Linked DNA regions of Mus musculus: region 1 is linked to region 2. Evidence: chromatin contacts called from public Hi-C data. All regions are on one chromosome and are shown on one strand. The core of a region is the stretch at or near the end of the contact, and the rest is flanking DNA. Distances in the headings are between cores, read along the strand shown. Region 1 overlaps Hdac9 (histone deacetylase 9). Region 2 holds the start of Efcab10 (EF-hand calcium binding domain 10).

Region 1 (4,542 bases), core at 1,899-4,398, 1.3 Mb after region 2:
AGATTCTTGTGGCATTAACTGCAAAGCTTACAAATTCTCTGCTGGGGTTGGACAGTGGCTCTGAAACATGTGGTTAGTCTGGGAAGTGTCACTGCACCAGAGCTGACTTCTTCCTAAAGGAGATGTACCATGTGTGAGAGTGGTGGGGCCACCCTCAGGTCACAGCCCACTGTGGCGGTCTGTGATCCATAAGATGTAAGAGTTATTTTTCCAAGGTCTAGAACCAGCATGTCTGTCTGAGAACACAGACTGGAGCAGAGATTTTTTTTTTTATCAATTTACAATTTTTTTTATCATGTGCTCCTCAAATCCCTGGGGCCATGTGAGGTCCAGTTTGTTTCCAAACATAAGGGCCAAGGCAAAACAATTTCCAGTCTCTCTCAAAGAAAAAATACGAAAGCTGCATCAGGTTCCGGGATGTGCTGAGCTCTGTGGCTGTCTCTGGTGCCTTAAGAACACTGCCGGGTAGGCAGCAGCCTCTCAAGAGGTCTGACTATAGGTAACAGATGAAAACTAGATTCTGAAATCACAGCAAGGCGGAGGTGCAGCCAATTAGAGTCTGGATTAACAGAATAAAGCAAATCAAACTAAACAAAAAAAGAAAAAATAGCAAGGATTTAATGGTTTGACTTTCTTGCCTTTTTAAAAAACTTTAAAGCATTATCAGTTTGGGAACAGTGTATCTTTGTGAATCAAAACCAATGTAATTAATTAACATAACTTGGTCCACTGATTCACCTCCAACAAACAACATGGAAAGGCCCAGGTCTGTACAGTAATGGCAGCTAACACATCTCTTCTCTTCCAAACATCATGGAGCAGTTTTATAAACATCAACTTGTATTAATTTAAACCAAATATTAAAACCAAACTTTTTTCCTAGGTGGTAAAGCTTGTCTGCATATTTTCATTATTACAAAATGGTTGCCTTTAGTCCATAAACTACAAGGGCATAGTAAGGTCACAACGGAGTGGCAAACACAGTAAATTAGAAGGAAAGTAACCAGAGCCTGTATTTAGCATGATTCTTTTCACCTGGAAGTAAATGAGTATACACAGTCCATTGATTAGTGCTGATTTGAAATGGAGTTTCTATTTAAATGATTCTTCTAAACTCTGTTTTATAGCAAAAATTTAAAGTATTTTTTTCTTTATGGTTTTTTTTTATCATCTGAAAATATACAACCCAGGCTTTGCCAAGTGCAAATGTGAAATTTAATTTGAAGCCATTCTTGATTTAGCTTGCACATATACTAACATCAGAAGACAAGAATGCAAAGTGATCTGCTATCTGGAATTGGAAGATAACACAAAAAAAGAAAAAGAAAGAAAGAAAGAAAGAGGAAGGAAGAAAAAGGAAGGAGGAGGAGGGGTAGGAGGAGGAGGAGGGGGGGAGGAGGAGGAGGAGGAGGAGGAGGAGGAGGAGGAGGAGGAGGAGGAGGAGGAGGAGGAGGAGGAGGAGGAGGCCTGTATTGTGCTTGACTCCAGAAGTCTGCCCTAAGTACCATGCAGGATGGTGGAAAGCAAATGCCTGAGTTCACAGTGCCTGCCCCTTTCCTATCAAGCACAAAAGTACAAGGTTTTCCTGAAGAAGAGAAGGGTTTCAGAACTCTCTAACCCATGTGTGTTGATCATGTAGGAAAACTGGCCAGTACTTCTGTTGTGTTGTCTCCATTATATGCAGTTGATACCCAAGATGCATCACATAATGTCTTCAATCTCCGTCAACTACCTCATAAAGAGTCCATTTGCTCTTAGAGAATAAGAAGGCTGTGAGAACAGGTTCAGGATCACTCTGAAGCAAGAATGGACGTTAATAACTATCCTCAGGGGCACAGATGAGGAAAAAGGGTCATTGACTTAACATTCTTTAATTCTTTTAGGTATAATAAGACTACGTCATGATTTACAGCTGAAAAGCACAGCTTTTGTTTTGCTTACCAATAAAAGAAGGTCTTTCATAACCTCAACTGTTGTGACACTCTGAGAGCTGAGAGATTTGAAGTTACCCTTTATATGGTTGGCTGAAATCTCTCTGCCTTGGGGGGTCTGGAACAGGGGGAAGCCTACTGTTGCTTAACTCCTAAGACATCAATGTTTCAGGGCTTACAATTGTATAAAGGCATTTTGTAGGATGACATCAAGGAAAATAACTTTTATGTGTTTATACTTCCAGAGGGTCATATATTGCTAATTAAACAGGATTCCTTCAGTTTGATTACATAAGGGGGCTTGGGTTTGTAATTCAATAGCACGTGAAGGTCAGTAGAGTTATGAAAGAAACTTTAAATTTTATGAGAAATCCGGTAACTATCAGGATATTTGCTCACAGAGCTGGAATATTTCTCAAAGCATTTTCCTGATCTGTTAAGATACAGGAAAATATTTTGCTGGCTACAGGGGTGACCAGATATTACAAGACCCTAAATCATGCAGATGGGTCTTTTTGAGAAAAGCCAATACTGAAACACAGATCCAGATCCCAGATTGTGAGGTTGAAATTTCAAAGCGACTAGACGAAGCAGGCTAAGACCTGTCTTCCAGCTTCGCCATTCAGCTACACTAATACATTCCCTGAGCAGTGTTCTGAAGTCCACCTCTCCAACCCAGCACATCAACGCATGCAGTGAGAGCCTTGACTTTGACCACCATGTTCCCATTTGAATATTTAAGGCAGGGGCGACTTACATCTTACAAAGCCAAGAATCTTTTAAAGTGAATTTCTGGGAGGTTTGAGATAGCGGCTGCTCCAACAATTGTAGTACTGCACTGCCCTCCAGAGGGGAATCCTTGGCAAATACTCACAATCCATGAACTACAGAGGGGATTGGGGACTGTGTGGCAAAAGTCTTCACTGTGATTCTTGTACTTCTTTCTCTCACATCTTAAAAAGAAACAGGTCTGTAAATCAGCGGCAGCCCCGATGCTCTGAGCACACAGCGCCTTGTCTTAGGTCTTCTGTCTTGTGTCATCTCGAAAATTTATATTTGCTGCAGCTTTCACTAAGTGATAAATATTAATTATTTCTGTCGGAAGCCTTGTTTATTCATGCATATTTTACAGAAAAAATCACACTAAACACATAGCCAGAGGCAGCCTTTGCAAGCTGAGACTCCTCACAGATGACTTGCAGGCACACAAAGGATAGCTAGAGACAGGATATTTTACTGTCTAATTATGTTGTCACCACCTAACTGAAATGTGAAGGGTGCCCAAAGCTATTGTGAGAAAAATATAACTTATCTTGAACTTCCCTCTTCTTCCATTATGGAACCCATTTCTACTCTGTCCTGCATGCCATCTCAGACAAGGGCTGGTTTCTGTGGCTTGTCAATTCCTGGTTACGCAGTATCTGTTCCAAATGAAAGAAGTTAAGTCAGAGCTGATGATTTCTCAGTTTTGTTCTTGTGGGACAAAGTCAACTTGTGAATGAAGAGCCTCTGCTTGGAAAAGTTAAACGATGACAAATATATATGTAGGGCTTCACAAATAATAATTCAATTATCACATCTATGACAGTGATACTGTCACCACCAGCTGCTTTTGGTGCCAATGAGTCACAAACAGGTTAATTCGGGATCACAGAACTGGGATGTGATAGAGCCGAGATCCAAATTTAGTTTAGCTTCAGAGTCTTATTTCTTGGCGTTTTTTTACATTAACTTAATATGCTAACAAATAGGTAAATACCCTGCCTAGCAAACTATAAATATCATTAATAATATTTTAAATGAAGTTAATATTTAGATCATGTCTCTATAGTCCATAACACACAAAATTATTAGAATCTCCATGGACCTTGGAAATGCTGCAAATTGGAATAAAATATAAAGTAATTTTGTGATAATTAGAAAATATCTAATCTCATTAGCTTTTAGGAGAAAACACCAAGACATAGAAACAACAAAAATGGTGGATCTGTAGTTAACAGCAGTCGTTGCTATTCGAGAGGACCCGGGGTTTGTTTCCCAGTTTCCATGTGGTGGCTCAGAAGCATCTGTTGTGAAGATCTAGCGCACTCTTCTGACCTCCATGGGTGCCAGGTATCACAAAGTGCATTTATACACACATAGTCAAAACACTCATACATATAAAACAAAACTAAATAAATCTTTGTGCATGCAGTCAAAAGACTCATAAAAACTACCAAAATACTAACATCCTTCTTAAGATCATGAAGATAAATTGTATAAACATATAGATTTATTCCTCAAATATCAAGGACCTCATTAGATATGAAGGAACCTACATGTCGCATATATATATATATATGTGTGTGTGTGTGTGTGTGTGTGTGTGTATATATATATATATATATATAAACCATCATCACTTTTAGTAATTGTGATGATGTATCTCTTAACAAAGGAAGGAGGAAGACAATATGCCTGGTGACTTCCAATGGAACCACAGAGGTATCATCATAAACAGTCACATAAAAGCCATGTACACAAAATACACAAAATGAATTTCAGGCTATACTGAGAAAACAATGTTCTTGCATCAAGCACTGGCTGGCCTGCTAGCCAGGTGGCTGGATTT
Region 2 (4,599 bases), core at 725-3,224:
CTAAGTCCCCAGCCCGTGACCTTTGCCCATCCTGGATGCCCTTACCCTCAGTCCCCAAAAACCTTATAAGCCTTCATTCACCATAAGCAAAGTTGATCTGTCTACTGACCAGCAGTCCCTGTGTGGGCATTCACTGTCGTGCTCACAGGGCTTCTCAACCCCCTGCTCAGTGTTTCTGCTCCTATTGACCTTGAGCATTGAGTCAGCTGATGATCCATGAGAATGAGGAGACCCACATGGCTTGTAGTCCCCTGCGTTCCCAGGACTCAGGGAGGACTAGAAGAGGACCAAGCCATTCAGTGGGTTAGCACCGCACTCTACAGGGCTCTGGGGCTCAGCCTGGCTAAGCTGGAGGAGAGACTGATACCAGGACTTTTGTAGATACCAGAAGGTAAAGATAAAAACTGAGTTCTCTCTCTCTCTCTCTCTCTCTCTCTCTCTCTCTCTCTCTCCCTCCTCCTCCTCCCCCTCCCTCTCCCCCTCTCCCCCTTCCCCTCCCCACCCCAACCTCATGTGTGTGTGTTCCAGAGGAAAGGGGTGGGGAATGGGGTTGCCAAAGCCAAGAGGGTCTAGAGGAGCTGTGCGATTACAGGTAGTTCTAAGGAAAGACAGGAAAGGAGGGCAGGAAGGGGCGCAATAGCCTGGTTGGGCCTAAGGAAATGTCAGGTGAAGAGGGCCACCAGGTAGTCTTAAAGACACTTACTGTCTAAGCCCAGCCTTGAGCCTATTGCATGTAACGAACTGCACTGTTTTTGCTGTATATGCAAATTTTTCTTGTATAGACATATAATGGCTTAATTACAGAAAACAAATACTTTTAATATTTTCCCACTGTCATTCATCAGCATGCATGAAATCTGTGTATTAGACTGTATTCAAAGGATTAATTTGTTCATTAATTTATTTTACTGAACTGCCTCTGCCCTCCCTCCTCATCCTGGGATTACAGGTGTTCATATTTATATCCTGCTATAATTTATGAGTTAATGTTTTGTTTGAGGTTGCCGGGATTAAATCTAGAGCCTCCCTCACACTGAACTCATCTATGCCCCTCTGGCCATTTTAAATAGGGTCTTTTTTTTCTTGTTCATTTAGATTTTGGGAGTATTGTTATGGCAAAGCGGGAGATCTAACCTCCAGTCTGGATATTCTAGTCAAGTGCTATACCATTGAGCTATGACCTAGTCGCAGATGTTTGGTTTGTTGCCGTGAATGGCATAAGAAGAATAAAATAAAATCATTAAAGTATGTTTTTGACTTGGGGAAAAGATAATTTCCAAGAATTACTGGCCTGTCCCTAAATATACATCAGCCAATTTGTATTATGTATTTCTGTTATGTAGCGTTTTTGGCCTTGACAATTATAAACTCAAAATACCAGCCAACTTTGAAAAAACGTTGAAGATGCTCTGTGCTTTGCAGTATCAAGTATTCAGCTGGCGTTTAATTCCTTAAAATAAGCAAGCACCTACGTGCACATTGGTACACAAATTTGCTTTTATTGTTAATGATGTTTACAAAGCAAAACGTTTTGCTTTGATTTAGTTTGTTTTGGTTTTCTGAGACAGGGCTATATATCCCAGGATGTTCTTCACTTCTGTTTGTAGCCAAGGATGCCATTGAACCCTTAATCTTCCACCCCCAAGTGCTGGTACTATAGACAGGCATGCATCATTGCACCTGACTTCAAAGAACTTTCTTTAAATTATATATCTATTTTATACAGGGTTGCACAGGAAATGTGTTAAAAGAGTTGAAAGTGGAGAATCATTACCGAGTGTAGTTCAGCAGAAAACACCCAAGCTCAATATCCATACCTGAGACCTCCTGCCAGGGCAACCCTGAGGGCTGCTCACCCAGAAAATGCTATTTAGGATTCTTAGAACTGCTAACGTTCTTTTCTCATTGATAAATCCTAGGTTCCCATCATTAAAACCTCATTCTGGAACAAACAAGTACAGGAAGCAGGAACCCGGACCAAACAAGCTCAGCCTCTGTGTTGGCAACTGCATCACAAGCTGGTGTCACAGACTGCCCGCCACACCCCTGCTTCTTCCTCAGGGGTGTGGAAGGGGGTTGTCCTGGTACCTGGGAGGGAAGAGGAGTGGGGCTGGGGAAGGTGAGGTGTTTCACGTGAATGAGCACGAAAGGGGCGGAGTTGGGCCCCCTGGAGGCTGCCTGGTCGCCTAGCAACGGCTCAGCTAGGAAACATGGAGCCTGTGGCTGACCGGGAGCTTCAGGCCAAGCTGTATTTAGAAAGACATCGGATCATGGAATTGCTGAATCAACTTACTAGCTTCCTCCTCTTTGCCCGACCAAGTAAGGGTCTTGTCTCCATTGGCTTTCTGACTCTCTCTCCCCCATCAAAGGGTCACCAGCACGCCGCTTCCCTCCCTATAGCCAGCCCTCTTCACTCGCTCCATTCCCTGCTTCCCCACGAGTGGAGGAGCCCTGCCGGAGTTCGAAGGCTCTATGAGCCCCTCACCCTCCACGCATATCCCCAGCTCTGAGTCAAACGTGATAAATGTCCTCTTGGTGCCGCAAGGAATGGTAGGGAGGCTGGCAGAGTCTGCGAGTGGCAGAGTCTGGGGACTGCCTAGCTCCAGGTCCACCCCTTATAGTTATGAGTGCTTGAAGCAAGGCTGAATGTCTGTCTCTTCCATGGGAAAATGGAGATAATAGTACAGATCTAATGGGGACAGAGCGAACACCGGGGACGGGGGGCGGGAGGGGGGTTCACATAAATTATAGCTATATCAGCCTTGGCCAGGCAAGCAATAGATCTTTTCAATTCAATTCTAAGGAGTCTCTGATTTATTAAGGGAGATAAACAATGGTTAGTGTGAGCTGCCAGGATCCTCCTGGGGAGCTAGGGTTTTTTCCTGGCATTTTTATAGATTAGACTCCTTCAAAGTTTGGGTTATTCCATAATTGTTATTGGTGCATGGTAAGACGTTACATTTGAGATGATGACAAGATTGCATCCTCCCAGGGTGAATTGAGCCTGCCGGCCTTCATGATAAGTCTCCAAAATTACAAAATGTTCATTTACTTCTCTGGAAAGGAAGCAGAAATACCATTCCAACGCAGAAAAACAAAACAAACAAAAAACCAAACCAAACAACAATAACAACAACAACAACAACAAAACCCGAAAAACAGTATAACCACTTAGGGGATGAGAAAAATATTTTGAAATATTTTATTGTATTTTTTAAAATGTATTCATTTAAACGTGTATAGGTGTTTTGCCTGCATATCTGGCTGTGTATCATGGGCGTGCCTGCATGCCTGTGTGCCTGGTCCCTGAAGCGGTTAGAAGATAAGTGTCACATCCCCTGAACTAGAGCTGCCCATGGTCTGAGGCACAATATGAGTGCTGGGACCTGAATCAGATCCTTGCTCTTAACTGCTAACCATTACATTTTTTTAAAAAGATGTATTTATTTATTTATTATATGTAAGTACACTGTAGCTGTCTTGAGACACTCCAGAAGAGGGAGTCAGATCTTGTTACAGATGGTTGTGAGCCACCATGTGGTTGCTGGGATTTGAACTCCGGACCTTCAGAAGAGCAGTCGGGTGCTCTTACCCACTAAGCCATCTCACCAGCCTACCATTAAATTTAAAACACAAATTTAGCACATCTAATGTTCAGAACAGCCAGTGTTTAATATACATATATATTTTGCTTAGATTATATTTCCTTTTTCTCTTTCTCTTTCTCTTCATTGTCAAAGTAATGAAGTCTAGACTCATCTGGGAGATGGGGCCCTGGCCACGTCTGTGGTTATGTCTGGACTGAGGGGGAAGCATTTCCATCAGGCTGCAGCATTCTCAGGATGAGGATCTTGGAGATATAAAAAGCAGAAAAGCAAGCTGAGCAGAAGCATCACCTCTCTGTGTTCTGCTCTGGGACTTTTACTGCCTTGATGGATTTTTAACTCCCATACTGTGATGCAAAATAAACCCTCCTCCCTTAAGTTACTTTTGCCAGAGTATTTTAACATAGCATCAGAAAAGTAACTAAGACAGAGACATACACTTCAAATAATGACCATTATGATTTCCTTAACATACACAGAGAAGCCGGGCAGTGGTGGCACAAACCTTTAATCCCAGCACTGGAAAGGCAGAGGCAGGCAGCTTTCTGAGTTTGAGGCCAGTCTGGTCTACAGAGTGAGTTCCTGGACAGCAGGGGCTACACAGAGAAACCTTGTCTTTAAAAAACAACAACAAATGCATATGTACATACATACGTACGTACATACATACAGAAGAGCAAGTAAATAACGCTATAGTGAAATAGTATTGGTCAAATTCTAGCAGCTGAAGTTGGTGATGGGTCCATTATCCTTTGCTTTAGGTTTGCTTTCCTTTTATTTATGCGTGTGTCTGCTTTAGTACTTGCCATGTGAACACAGGGGCCTAAAGAGGCCGTACTAAGTCATCAGATCCCCTGGAATTGGAGTTTAAGGCTGTTGTGAGCCACTTGAGGTAGGTTCTGGGAACAGAACTTGGATCTTTTGCAAGGGCACGTGTTATTAAATGTATAACCTTAAAAAATTAATTCTCACCAATAACTTTTAAAATTGTTAG

The links. Hi-C and Micro-C count contacts between places; a contact is called where the count stands out from the background.
Region 1: a Hi-C map of cortical neurons shows a contact between it and region 2. The contact joins the enhancer-like site here to the promoter of Efcab10 in region 2. A contact is called at or near these places in 7 of 39 promoter capture datasets (the 3T3-L1 cell line, the C10 cell line, frontonasal cranial neural crest and 4 more), 3 of 15 datasets of contacts at CTCF or cohesin (large pre-B cells, pro-B cells and stem cell-derived epiblast-like cells), 67 of 484 Hi-C or Micro-C datasets (the AML12 cell line, B cells, the Ba/F3 cell line and 40 more), 2 of 115 datasets of contacts at active chromatin or transcription factors (astrocytes and fibro-adipogenic progenitors) and 3 of 9 other capture datasets (adipose tissue, embryonic stem cells and liver).

What each region holds. Positions count from the first base shown.
Region 1 is chr12:34,655,638-34,660,179 of GRCm38.p6, forward strand. The region is part of intron 3 of Hdac9 (histone deacetylase 9); the gene reads right to left. Among named protein-coding and RNA genes, the nearest start is that of Gm46347, 130 kb to the right of the region's middle. Within about 2 kb of position 3,149, at least 19 of the 459 cell types and tissues checked have an H3K27ac peak or open chromatin away from gene starts, as enhancers often do. A contact at or near this core is called in cortical neurons and hippocampal neurons, where this site is marked.
Region 2 is chr12:33,392,880-33,397,478 of GRCm38.p6, forward strand. Efcab10 (EF-hand calcium binding domain 10) reads left to right here and starts at 1,975. Exons shown (of 4, transcript NM_029152.1): 1 at 1,975-2,319. The coding sequence starts at 2,211. It overlaps Atxn7l1os2 (ataxin 7-like 1, opposite strand 2), which reads right to left and starts at 1,881. Exons shown (of 4, transcript NR_131031.1): 1 at 1,818-1,881.